Linked DNA regions of Ovis aries: region 1 is linked to region 2. The links are chromatin contacts, called in public Hi-C maps. All regions are on one chromosome and are shown on one strand. The core of a region is the stretch at or near the end of the contact, and the rest is flanking DNA. Distances in the headings are between cores, read along the strand shown.

Region 1 (6,461 bases), core at 3,478-5,977, 130 kb before region 2:
CAGTCCACGGGGTCGCAAAGAGTTGGACACAACAGACTGAGCGCCCATGCACACACGTGTCCTTATCTATCAGAGATAGACACTACAGTAGAGATGAGTGATGCATGAATGACCTCTGCTGGTCCAGGGAATGAGGAAAAACCACTGAGTGGCCTCAGAGTTGGCGCTGGGCCTGTGGAGGGCATGACCTCAAGGCCCCTCAGGTTCTGAGCTACCCTGGCAGCAGGCCTTACCTCCCTCCCCATTTCCCAATGCAAAAGCCCACCAAGGCTCAAGCCCCACCTCAAAGGCAGGGCTAACAGCTTGGGTATGAGGAGCACCCCCATTGGAAGCCTCAGGAGGTACAGGGAAGGGCAAAGCTAGAGTCTCAGGAATGCAGGAACAGCCCCAGGCCAGCACTCTGGGTCAGTCCCAGAAGGGCAGCCCCTAAGGCTGTCTCCAGAAAGTCTGGCCCTTGGAGAGAAGCCTGCCCTACCTACCCACTCCAGCCACCCCCTGAAGCTGTGGACTCAGAGCCTGTGAAACACAGCCAAGAGCAAGGGGACCAGGCCTTCCCCTTACCTTGCACAGAGGCTGCTCCAGCCACATTTCTATAGCCAGAGGAAAAATGACAAGCTCCCCCCATTTCCTGGGCTTCCCAGGTGGCTCAGCGGTAGAGAATCCGCCTGCAGTGCAGGAGACACGGGAGAGGTGGGTTCAATCCCTGGATCAGGAAGATCCTCTGGAGAAGGAAATGGCAACTCCTTTGAGTATTCCTGCCTGGGAAATCCCATGGACAGAGGAACTGGTGGGCTACAGTCCATGGGGTCATACAAGAGTCGGACATGACTTGGTGACTACACAACAACAATCATAATTTTGTGGCTTCTCAGGTGGCGCAGTGGTAAAGAATCCACCTGCCAATGCAGGAGACTCAGGAGATGCGGGTTCGATTCCTGGGTTGGGAAGATCCCTGGAGTGGGAAACAGCTTCCTTCCTAGGACACTTCCTGGGAAGCCTGGATGAAACTGGCTGGTGAGCAAAGGCTCCTAGGGCTTTGATATGCAGGGTCCTGTACCTGTCTTCCTCCCCTGTCCGCTGCCTGCTGCCTGCCTGCCTGCCTTCACCCAGGCCATCTGCCTGGAATAATTCTATTCTCCCATCCACATCTCAGCATGGGGACCCTTTTCAAGGCAGCACAACCCATTCTCACCCCTCCCATTCCAGGATAGGCCTGAAAATCTTCAAAAAGAATTCCTTCTCACTTCTGGAATCATTTAATATCTCTGTCTCCCACCTTACAAGAGTAGCGACTGTGCTTTTGCCAAACCCTGTATCCCCAGCACCCAGCCCAGCATCTGGCAGGGAGCAGCTGTGTTAGGTTTATATTCATTAAATGAATGAATGACCAAACTAAACAGAGCCCAAGAATGGGCCTCAGTGGGCCCTTTAGGCAGACATAGCACATCAGAGCCCAGAGGCTCTCAGAAGAAGAGCTCCCCACCCTGCTCTCTTAGCAACCCCTGCGCTGGAAGGCATTCCTCTTCACCCATCTCAGAGTGGTGCTTCCCACAGGGCATCTTCTAGCCTGGCCACAATCAGCTGTTACCTCCCCACTGCCACCACCAACCTTGAAATGGAAGGTCACTGAGGGCAGGACCTGTGTCTCTTGCACTGCCCAGAGCCCAGTATAGAGCAAGCACTCAGGCACTGCCTTGTAACCCTTGAGCACTGAGAACAGAGAATGAGAAGGCCCAGAGAAGGCTGGAAAAGCTCCTTTCCCAGCAGAAAGACTCATTGGTCGCTGTCCCCTGTGAGCCAGACCCTGAGCTACACACAATTCTTCATTAGAATCGGCATCAGGCCTCTTCCTGCAGCAGCTGTTCCCAAAGAGAAACACCAGGCACGCTTGAAGTCCCAGGCCTCCTCTTGCGCCAGCCAAATCTTGATCGTGGCCCAAGCAGCTCAGCCCCCAAGAGGCAGCAGAGCCCCAAAGACCTGGTTTAAATTCAGGCTGCATGGCAAAGTTACTTCATGCCTCAGTGCCTCAGTTTCCTCACCTGCAGCATAGGAATAAATCAGCAATGACCTCTTCCTCCGTGGGTCTGGTGCAGCTGGTGCCTGAAGCTCTGTGACAGCACTTGCCACTCTGCCCCCACCTTTGTAGAACAAATCACCCAAAGGACTGCTTTCTGAAGCAACAGCAATTTCAGCATCAAAGAAGCACTTCAAGCCAATCCTGAACAGTCAGGAATGGCCCTCAGGGCAGGCCCGAGGCTCTAGCCTTCTTAGAAAACAGCTCAAGGGTTGAGGGGCCTCTCTCTCCCTTTCATCATCTGCCTTCCCCCTCCCCCACTCTCAGGCCAGCAAGTTCTCCAGGGATTGCCAGAGAGCAGACTGTTGGGAGCTCACTGTCCACCTCCCTCAACCAGAAGGACTTATAAAGAAAATGTGAAGAATATATATCCTGGGAAGTTCCCCCCATTCCAGCAAAAAAAAAAAAAAAAGACACCCCCTCTTTAAATGAGCTGTCAGAGGTGGTACCACAGAGAGTCATGGGATGGGGAGGGTTGAGAAGCTGGAATAAGGGCCTTGGGGGTCTTCTTCAGCTCTCAGTTACTCTCTCAGGGAAACTGTTAGAACCTTCTCTCTGGGAAATAGAGAGCTCCTAGCTCAGGTCCCTCTCAGCTTTAGAGAGAAAAGCTGCTTCGAGGTTATCCTACCCAGGGTAGGGCTCAGCCAGGTCCACTGGTGCCTCTGGCATGAGGAACAGAAACAAGGAAATGGCAGCTAGGCAGAGAGACAGTTACACAGAAACTCAGAGTTCTCAGCCCCCTAGATTACCGCTGTGCACACAGGGTGCTAGCTGCTACTCCAAACTGTCCCACACTTGGTGCCCAAGGCTGGAGAGGGGGCCAAAGACAGTCTGTCCACGGCAAAGTAGAGCTCCAGGACCTGCCACCCTCTTGCCCTATACACCACAGCTTCATGCTCACAGCACCTCTCTGCAGCCCCCAAGTCCCAGGCATCACAGGACCAGCCCCAGCTTGTCCTCTGCTTTGTGGTTAGGGACATGCTTCTTGGGCCCTTGTTTCTCATTCATTCTTCAATTCTCATTCTCAACCTGTTCAAGTATTTTCTGAGCCAGGAACTGTACAAGTCCTACCCTCCCCCCAACTCTGGGCTCAATCCTGGCTTAAGCACCCAATCCCACAGAAGCTGTTCCTCAAAGCTCAAGCTGGGGCTTCCCTGGTGGCTCAGTGGTAAAGAATCTGCCTGCCAATGCAGGAGACACAGGTTTGATTCCTGGTCAGGGAAGATCCCACTTGTTGAGGAGCAACTGTGAGGCACAACTACTGAGCCCATGCTCTATAGAGCCCAAAGGCAGCAACTACTGAGCCTTTGTGCTACAACTACTAAAGCCGATGTGCCTAGAGCCTATGCTCTGCAACAAGAAAGCAGCCCCAGCCTAGGGCCTGCATACCTAGAACAAGGCCTGGAAAGGCAAGGCTGGAGGTCAGGAGTGGTTGTGGCAGTTTTACAGCAACTCAGTCTGGATGTGACTCCGTTTCCTCCTTCTCCAGCAGGCCAGTTGCAAGGGTTAAGTATGGGTGTTCTCTCTCTCAAAAATGGGTGGAGCGGGGCTGAACTGAGGAAAGGACCCCCACCATCTCACATCCTCTTGTCTCCCCAAGAAATGCTGCCTTTCTCTCCCCAGCATCTCCTCCCCACAATCCCTCTAGCCTGAGAGTGCTCAGACACCTCTAGCCTCCAGACTGAATCCCCACCCAGGCAAGGCCAGGTCCAGGGGGCAACAGCTGCCTCTGACCTGCTTCAGCTCCCTGGGCAGAGAAACGCCTTACCCACACTTCCCAAAGCCAAGATTCAAGAGGAAAAGCAGCTGAATGTCTCCCTTCTCAGTCCACCAGGATCCCTGCTCACTAAAAGAAACACTGGTCCAGAACCTAAACGAAGGCCTCCTGCTCTGTGACAATAGGGTGGTAATCGCCAAGCTCCCAGAGACATCAGGGGCCTGGGTATATGAATCTGTATCCTCTCCACCCTCCATCCCCATCCTATCCTCATCTTCTAAGGGGACAAATGAGTCTGGACACCGCCCCCACCCCACCCACCCCAATCACATCCCTCCCGGGCTGCGAGACGGCGGCTCTGTCCCTCAGAGATAATCCTCTGTCCCACCATCACCTCTGCTGACGCAGTAGTTTCGCGAGCCCATACTCCCCAACATCACTGCCCTCCTCCCTGAAGGTGCCGAGCCACACGACGTCAGAGCGAGACTACTCGTCCAAGGTCACCAGCGAGGCGATGACAATGCGGGGGAGGGGTGCTGGGAGTTGCTGACGGCGCTGACCCTACGCCCCCACCCTCACTGTGTCACACGTGCCCTCGAAAGCGCCCCGCGGAAAACACTTCAACTCTACCACCTAACGGTCACCTGCGGCCCTGGGGCCTAATACCTCCCCAGCTCCGGTGCCAAGGAGCCCTCCCTGGCCCGGCCCCGACAGCAGAGCCCTCTAGCTCCAGCCGGAGGGGTCCCAGGCACCGACTACCTAGAACAGTGGCTCGATTGGGAGGGGATCTCTGTGAGCGGGATGAAACTGGGAGGTGGCAGAAGGAAGAGCAGTCTCACCGTGCGGGAAGCACCCTGAGGCCGCGACGGTCAGGGACGACCGCAGCGGCGGCAGCTCTGGAGACCGCGGCAGCAGCCGGGGCTCAACGCCGAACATGAGAGAGCCCCGCGCCGCCGCCACCCGCCGCCAGGGCACGCCCCTTCCCCGCCCATTGGTCGACGGGGGGGTGGGGCGAGGGCGCTTCGAACCAATAAGCGGGCGCCAGAGAACCGCCAACGGGTGATGCGCCTCTGCGTCAGGAGGCCCTGCGGCTGCGCTGTAAGAGCCCACGCCCCAGGGCCCGAGAAGTTCTCGCGATGAGGTTAGCCCTCGAGCTCGCCGTAACCAAAGACCGGAATCGCTCAGAAGCCAGAGAAGGAAGAAGCAAGTTTGAATGGGCTGAACGCGCGTCCACTCTCAGGGGTTTGCACTTTCCGTCTCCGCCCAACTGGAAGGGGCGTCCCTTGGGTTCTGCCCCCTGGAATGGCCATAAGGTGGGGCTCAGAGTTAGGTGGGCACCTGAAGGTTGCCTTTTCCCCTAGGCTTTCAAGCCCGCCTGGCCGTTGATACGGGTATCGCTGGGTCCTGTCCTGGAGCGGAAGAACCCTCCATTCTCGCTCTGCGATCTCTGGTTTCGGCATCTTCCTCTTCCGTCTCATCTCCCTGCCTCGGAGGAAATGCCCCCTTGAGGATCTGAGACACATCTTGGGCGTCCGGCTGGCCCTGAAATGCATCAGAACAAAGAAGGCCTCACGGGGTGGGGGTTGGGAGAACCTCTGCAGGCGCCTGCGGGGACCACAGCCTCTGCTGTCTCTATGGAGGCAGTCGCAATGTCAGAAGGATGCCCCTAGCTCTGCGTCCCAGGGTGCGCACCTGCACAGAACCTTCGGAGCAGAGACGTAGCCGTCGGATCTTTAAGGGTTCTAGCCACTGCTCCGCCTACATGTCCTTGAACAAACAACACCCCCCTCCGCATTTCGCTGGCTGGATCAGGGTCCCTAAAGTACCCGAGGGGATTGAACCCTTCTAACAGCATAACTAGGAGAGAGATGGTATGGGCGGCTGAAGGCCAGCTTTTCAGAAAGACCGCGGTCACTGCCTCTGGGGAACCTCCAAGGCTCCTACCCTCTGCTGGATCCCTGTGACCCCTAACCTATCTTCTGGTCCCTGGTTAACACATTGTTGACAGATCTTCCTGAGCTATCATTTCCAGTGAATCCTACCCTGCTTCAAAGCGCTCAGTGCTCTGGGAGTGTCCAGAAAAACCTCAAACTTCTTAGCGTCATTTTGGGTGAAACGTGAACCCTCTGGTGTTTGAGATGACCGTCATCAGGAGATTTCCACATTCTGATCTCAGCCCATCTACTCTTGCCAGATGCTTTCTCTTTACCCAACCCCACCAGTCCATGTGCCCCACTTGTCCCGCCTTCAGTTGCAGTCCTATGTCTGTTCTTCAAGGTAGCAGACGATGTGTAAGCTATAGATATTTTGTTTAGTCCATATGTGCTGGTGATGGAATGAAACACCAACACTGCAGAGTGGTTTGAATCTTTATATTTTAACACTTGCTTCTTACAGCTGCTTTATTTTATATCCCTTGCACAACAACCTACAGGGCAAGTTGCCAAGCACTATGATTCAGAGACTATACAGTGCGCAGGCGCAGGGCAAGATAACCTTTACCTTGACTTATTTACTGCTGCTAAGACTTTGTTTTGGGGAACTTCCTTATCAACTTAGAATCCGTTTTGTCCCTGGGTCTGTTCCTTTTGAGGAATCAGAGAAACATCCTTGTGTGCAAGAAATGTTCTTTTCCCATGGGAACAAACAGGATTCTTAGCTGAACATCTC
Region 2 (6,351 bases), core at 2,062-4,561:
AAGATTTGGGTTATCACAGAGAGTTTTCTCCTACCCCTGTACAGTCCTTCCCTCTCTCCTTCCCTAAGCCAGTGATTGGCTTTCTATCAGATGCAGAAAGGGTTAGTTTGCATTTTCTAGCGTTTCATATAAATGGACTCATATATTTGCGGAGAATTTTTTTCACTCAGCCTTTTTTTTTTTTTAAGTAAGTATTTAGTTATTTGGCTGTGTTGGGTCTTAGTTGCCACTTGCAAAGTCTTAGTTGTGGCATGTGGGATCTAGTTCCCACACAGGACCAGGGTTCAAACCCGGGCCCCCTGCATTGGAGCCTGGAGTCTTAGCCACTGAACCACCAGGGATATCCCCACTTACCCTGTTTTTGAGAGTTAACTTGTAGCTCAGGAGGTAAAGAATCCACCTGCAATGTGGGAGACCTGGGTTCGATCCCTGGGTTGGGAAGATCCTCTGGAGAAACGAAAGGCTACCTACTCCAGTATTCTGGCCTGGAGAATTCCATGGACTATACAAGTCCATGGGGTCGCAATGAGTTGGACTGAGCTACTTTCTTATTTATTATTATTATTACCTTAAGTGTATTGTTACCACCCCCCAGAATCCTTTTTTGGTTTTGAAAGCTTCATATATCATGCAAAAGGCTGGGTTGGATGAAGCATAAACTGGAATCAGCATTGCTGAGAGAAATATCAATAACCTCAGATGTGCAGATGATACCACCCTTACGGCAAAAAGTGAAGAGGAACTAAAAGACCTCTTGAAGAAAGTGAAAGAGAAGAGTGAAAAACTTGGCTTAAAACTCAACATTCAGAAAACTAAGCTCATGGCATCCGGTTCCTTCACTTCATGGCAGATAGATGGGGAAACAAGGGAAATAATGACAGACTTTTATTTTCTTGGGCTCCAAAATCACTGCAGATGGTGACTGCAGCCATGAAATTAAAAGATGCTTGCTCCTTGGAAGAAAAGCTATGACAGACTTAGAAAGTGTATTAAAAAGCCCAGACATTGCTGACAAAGGTACATCTAGTCAGAGCTAGTAGTCATCTAGTAGTCATGTATGGATGTGAGAGTTGCACCATAATGAAGTCTGAGCACCAAAGAATTGATGCTTTTGAACTGTGGTGTTGGAGAAGACTCTCGAGATTCCCTTGGACTGCACAGAGGTCTAACCAGTCAATCCTAAAAGAAATCAAACCTTGAATACTCATTGGGAGGACTGATGCTAAATCTCCATACTTTGGCCACCTGATGCGAAGAGTTGATTCGTTAGAAAAGACCCTGATGCTGGAAAAGATTGAAGGTAGGAAGAGAAAGAGACAACAGAGGCCGAGATGATTGGATGGCATCACTGACTCAATGTACATGCGTTTGAGCAAGCTCTGGGAGATGGTGAAGGACAGGGAAGCCTGGCATGCTGCAGTCCGTGTGGTCGCGAAGAGTTGGGCATGACAGCGACAAAACAGCAACCCTCCACCCCCAACTAGGAGATTAACATTGATACCACAGACCTTATTTAGATGGGACCAGTTTTACCTTAGCTCTTTTGTGAATGTGTATTTAGTTCTGTGTACTTTTATCACACGTGTAGATTCTTGCAGCCAAAACCATACTTGGCAATTAATTTCTAATTTTTCTTTATAGCAGCTTATTCATTTTTAAAATTAATTTTTTTATTGATGTATAATTGATTTACAGTAGCTTATTTTTCATGGAAGAAATCTCCTTTTACCTTGGTCAATATTTATGATTCTTTTAAAGCCTCCTCTTTGTTCCTGCAACTGTTTCTTCAGATGTTAGCGTCTTGTTTTTGTGGTGTTGATTCCCCTTTTGGTAATCTGGTTTGTAGAGTGATAGTCTCTGGTTTAAGGAATGCTGTTCTGTCAGTGGGTGCACTGTGAGCTTACTCGTCCGTCAGGATGGATTGTAGGGGAGAGATGGGAAGTGTGGCCAGATGTAGGGCTCCCCGCTTCTGGGTGGTAGTAGCTGTGTGGATGCCATACTGACTGTTGAGCTCAAGTGCCTGTGCTCAGTGAAGAATTTGCCTCCTTGGAGGTCGAGGAGGGGAGTGACTGGCCTGTGCAGCTGTGCCAAATGCATTTTCCTGCCATATGACTTACAACTGCACCAGAGCCTGCTTCTGTTTCCCCATGGCAGCTACCCCATTGACACCTTGAATGGAGCACCCCTCTGCTTCCCCCACCTTCATAGCTGCTCCCCATTTTAATAGCGTTTTTCTCTTGAGCGTTCTGGACAGTTACTGCCTCTGTCAGCTTAGTTCTGGTGATAGTGTCACTTCTTGTTTCTCAGAATTACTTTAGAAAATCAATACATCTGTCTTTAGTCATTTCTAGGATTTAAGATGGGAGGAGAAGACGTGTATAGCTAATGCGGTTTTATCTTGATCCAGTCTCCTTAAGGCATTTTTTTGGGGATAGTTTTTTTGGGGATGCTGTGCTGCATGGCGCATGGGATCCTAGTTCCCCGATCGGGGCTTGAGCCTGCACCCCCTGCATTGGAATCATGGGAGTCTTAACCACTGAACCTTCAGGGGAGTCTTGGGGTGGATTTTTGGAGATGGATATTTGAGTCACTGGTAAAGAATCCACCTTACCAACGTAGGAGATGCGAGTTTGATTCCTGGATCAGGAAGATCCCCTGGAGAAGGAAACAGCAACCCTCTCCAGTATTCTTGCCTGGGAAATCCCATAGACAGAGGAGCCTGGCCATGGACTCACAGAAGAGCTGGACACAACTTAGCGACTGAACAATAAATTTGGGTCTTAACTTTGAAATACCTGTTCTATTGATGGCCATTTAACCCTGATTGATTGACATTGACCGGTGGAGCGTATATGTTACACAGGATTTGGAATTTCCTCTGCCCATAAGTTGGGTTGGCTATCACTGTGATATTTTTCTTTTTGATGTTTGTGTGTTTTTTTTTAAATAGATTTGCTTCCAGATCAGACAATCATATTTCTTCTCCCCCAGATCTTTTTGTTTATATTTTGTATGGTTCTTGGAAACCTCAGGGTATGAAATGGTTAATAAGTGTGAATTTAGTTTTCAAGGAGAGAAAAGCTGTTTTGACTTTTCTTTTTCCTTTCCTCATTTAGTTTTTCCTTGGTTTGGCTTGGATATTGGTGGAACCCTGGTCAAGCTGGTTTATTTTGAACCCAAAGACATCACTGCTGAAGAAGAAGAGGAAGAAGTGGAAAGTCTTAAAAGCATTCGGAAGTACCTGACCTCCAATGTGGCTTATGGGTCCACTGGTATTCGGGACGTGCACCTGGAGCTGAAGGACCTGACTCTGTGTGGACGCAAAGGCAATCTGCACTTTATACGCTTTCCCACTCATGACATGCCTGCTTTTATTCAAATGGGCAGAGATAAAAACTTCTCGAGTCTCCACACTGTCTTTTGTGCCACTGGAGGTGGAGCGTACAAATTTGAGCAGGATTTTCTCACAGTATGCATTTTTTAGCTTATATACAATTTATGGTAATTTGATTGTTAAAAATAATACCAATAGCAAGTGGTGGAATTGTTTCCATCTCTAATGGAATTTGAATTTTCTTGAGTCAAATTAAGATTAGTGATAGGAATTGCCATTTAGAGATTGTTGTATAGTTTACTTTTTGCCCAATTCAGGTGAGTTGAGAATCAGAACCACTGAAAGCGTAGCATTTTGTTGTTGTTTTAGTATGAAAAAACAATAAAATTGTAATAAGCAGAGTATGGAACTACCAGTGAGGAGCTAATATCATTGTTTTGAACAACTAAATTGAAAAATAATTTTAAAAAATTAATGTCATTTCAAGTTATAAAGTTGTTTCCAGTCTTATCTACCACATATGTTTTCTTAACCTCCTTAATTGTTTCTTGGCAGTTTTACTATTTAGAAATATGAGGAGCTCGGGTCCAAAGCAGTGCTTTTTCCAGGCCTCAGGGCTAGTCAGAGATGTTGACAGTGGTCTCTGTGCTTAGTTGCTCAGTTGTGTCTGACTCTTAGCAACCCATGGACTGCAGCCCGCCAGGCTCCTCTGTCCTTTCAGATTCTCCTGGCAAGGATATTGGAGTGGGTTGCCATGCTCTCCTCCAGGGGATCTTCCCATCCCAGGTCTTCTGCATTCCAGGCGGATTTTTTACCGACTGAGCCACTGGGGAAGCACCATTCTGTTTAATGCTTTTTGACGTGTCCTGAGCTGCATGCTTGTTACCAGGAGTCCAGACACTAGGGGGAGTGCCAGTGGGCACTTGATTTTGTTTTCATTCAGTAAGTGTCTGTAAGGGCTTGAGGCTAGGTCTTTTGAGGGTGGATGTGGGAATAGATGGGAGAATTGATAAATGAATTTGACTCTGATCTTCAGGGTGCAGTGTAGATTTAAAATATCTTCAGTGACCATGGTTTTTATGCCACCAATGAAGATGTTATTGCAGAGATTCTGTCTTTGCTTATGTTATTTTTCATCCATCCCCCCGCTTGAGTGTCATTGTGTATTTGTGACCTCTTTCTTTGTCCTCTATCTTCTTTCTCCCATAACCTGAGTATAATCATAATATAGGATTGACATGAATTTTTAAAATGAGGTTTTGCTTGAATTTTTCGTGGTTTCTTTTCTACCTGTGAGTTAATGGGAAGATGGCAGGAGGAGAGGAGGTCCCCTTCCTTTGAGGTCGTAGTGGACTCTGGATTGTAACTGATAGGGTGAAACTGATAGGGATCACCACCTCGATGGACATAAGTTTGAGCAAGCTCCAGCAGTTGATGATGGATGGGGAAGCCTGTTGTGCTGCAGTCCATGGGGTTGCAGAGTTAGACACGACTGAGCGACTGAACTGACTGAAAGAAGAAAACCTACATATTTCTCTAACCTAGAGAGGTGCCTTTGGAACATATTAAAAAACCATTCAGAGAGAATAAGGGCTTCCCTCATAGCTTAGTTGGTAAAGAATCTGCCTACAATGCAGGAGACCCGGGTTCAATCCCTGGGTCCGGAAGATCCCCTGGAGGAGGAAATGGCAACCCATTCAGGTATTCTTGCCTGGAGAATCTCATGGACAGAGGAGCCTGGCAGGCTGCAGTCCATGGGGTCACTAGAGTCAGATGTGACTTAGCAACTAAACCACCAGCAGAGGTTGTGTGGTGATCCAAGGAGAGAGGCAGAGTAGATTTTAGACCTCAGTTGCCTCCTAGGCTATTGGGGTTTCTAATCTGTATGCATCAGTGCTGTTCTTGAAAGCTGTATGAAAATGAAATGCCTTACAAATCCTGCTTGTGCATTGGGAGTGATGATTATTTAATAAACCACAGTGAAATATTTCTAATAATATGGAGTTTATCCTGTCTCTTTTTTAATGTGAATCAGATTTCCTTGTGTTGAGTTTTCTTGTTGGTACTTAACACCTACATTATGAGTAATTTGATGAAATAACCTATGTATTAGACATATAACTATGTCAGTTAGGCTGAGATTCATTAGGAATAATGGCACAACAGGCCGGGAAAGATAAAAGGAGGTCTTAGCATACAGTGGCAGAAAACTACTTTGTTTTCAGTTAGGCCACTAGTGTAAAACAATTTAGCTTTGAAATGAAAATGCTGACACTTGAGATTCAAGTGTCAGGAAGTCAAAATTGAATTCATTGTGACAGGGAGGGCATGAGCAGATGAAATAAGGACAACGATGAACATTTTCAAGGGTTTGGGTTTTATCAGAGGAGTGGCTTAATATTCTTAATTAGGGATTAATTAAGGATTAAAATAAAGTTACCTGTTAACTTCCATCTCCTCTGGATCAGAATAAATTGAATATAAATGTAATCAAACAAGAGTTGAATTAAAGTGGGAGGACTTAACAGGGCTAAACTTGGTTGTAAACAGAAATAGTTGTTTTATGGAGTTGAGGCATCTTTGTTGCATATTTGAATAGATATGCTGGTAGCATTTGTTTGAAGGTTGGGGTAGACGTTCATAAGTAAAAAGTGAAAGTTTATATCATCTATCCAAAGTTACCACTGTTAAAGGTCTGTGTATCTTTTTTGTTTTTCTGTGCATGACTGTGTATGACATACACATGGGCATCTAAACGTGGTTTTAAAGATAGGCAGATTGAATCATATTTTATAAAATATTTCTCAGCTTACTTATTTTTTTTGACTTGTCTTGGAGTTCTTCCCACTTCATCTTAACTGAGTAAAGATCCTCTTCATTCTTGGGATTTCCCTGGTGGTGTCCAGTAGTTAAGACTTCACACTTCGACTGTGCAGGGCGTGAGTTCTGTCCCTAGTTGGGGGGCTAAGATCCCACACACTGCATAGCATGCCCAAGAGAAAAACAAATGCGCATAA

What was found. Hi-C and Micro-C count contacts between places; a contact is called where the count stands out from the background.
Region 1: a Hi-C map of hypothalamus shows a contact between it and region 2, with 1.8 times the contacts expected there. The contact joins the promoter of ADISSP here to the promoter of PANK2 in region 2. A contact is called at or near these places in 3 of 16 Hi-C or Micro-C datasets (blood, hypothalamus and liver).

Annotation. Positions count from the first base shown.
Region 1 is chr13:51,150,868-51,157,328 of ARS-UI_Ramb_v3.0, reverse strand. It overlaps ADISSP (adipose secreted signaling protein), which reads right to left and starts at 4,727. Exons shown (of 6, transcript XM_004014366.4): 1 at 4,631-4,727.
Region 2 is chr13:51,021,145-51,027,495 of ARS-UI_Ramb_v3.0, reverse strand. It overlaps PANK2 (pantothenate kinase 2), which reads left to right and starts at 3,311. Exons shown (of 9, transcript NM_001142893.1): 1 at 3,311-3,469. The coding sequence starts at 3,362.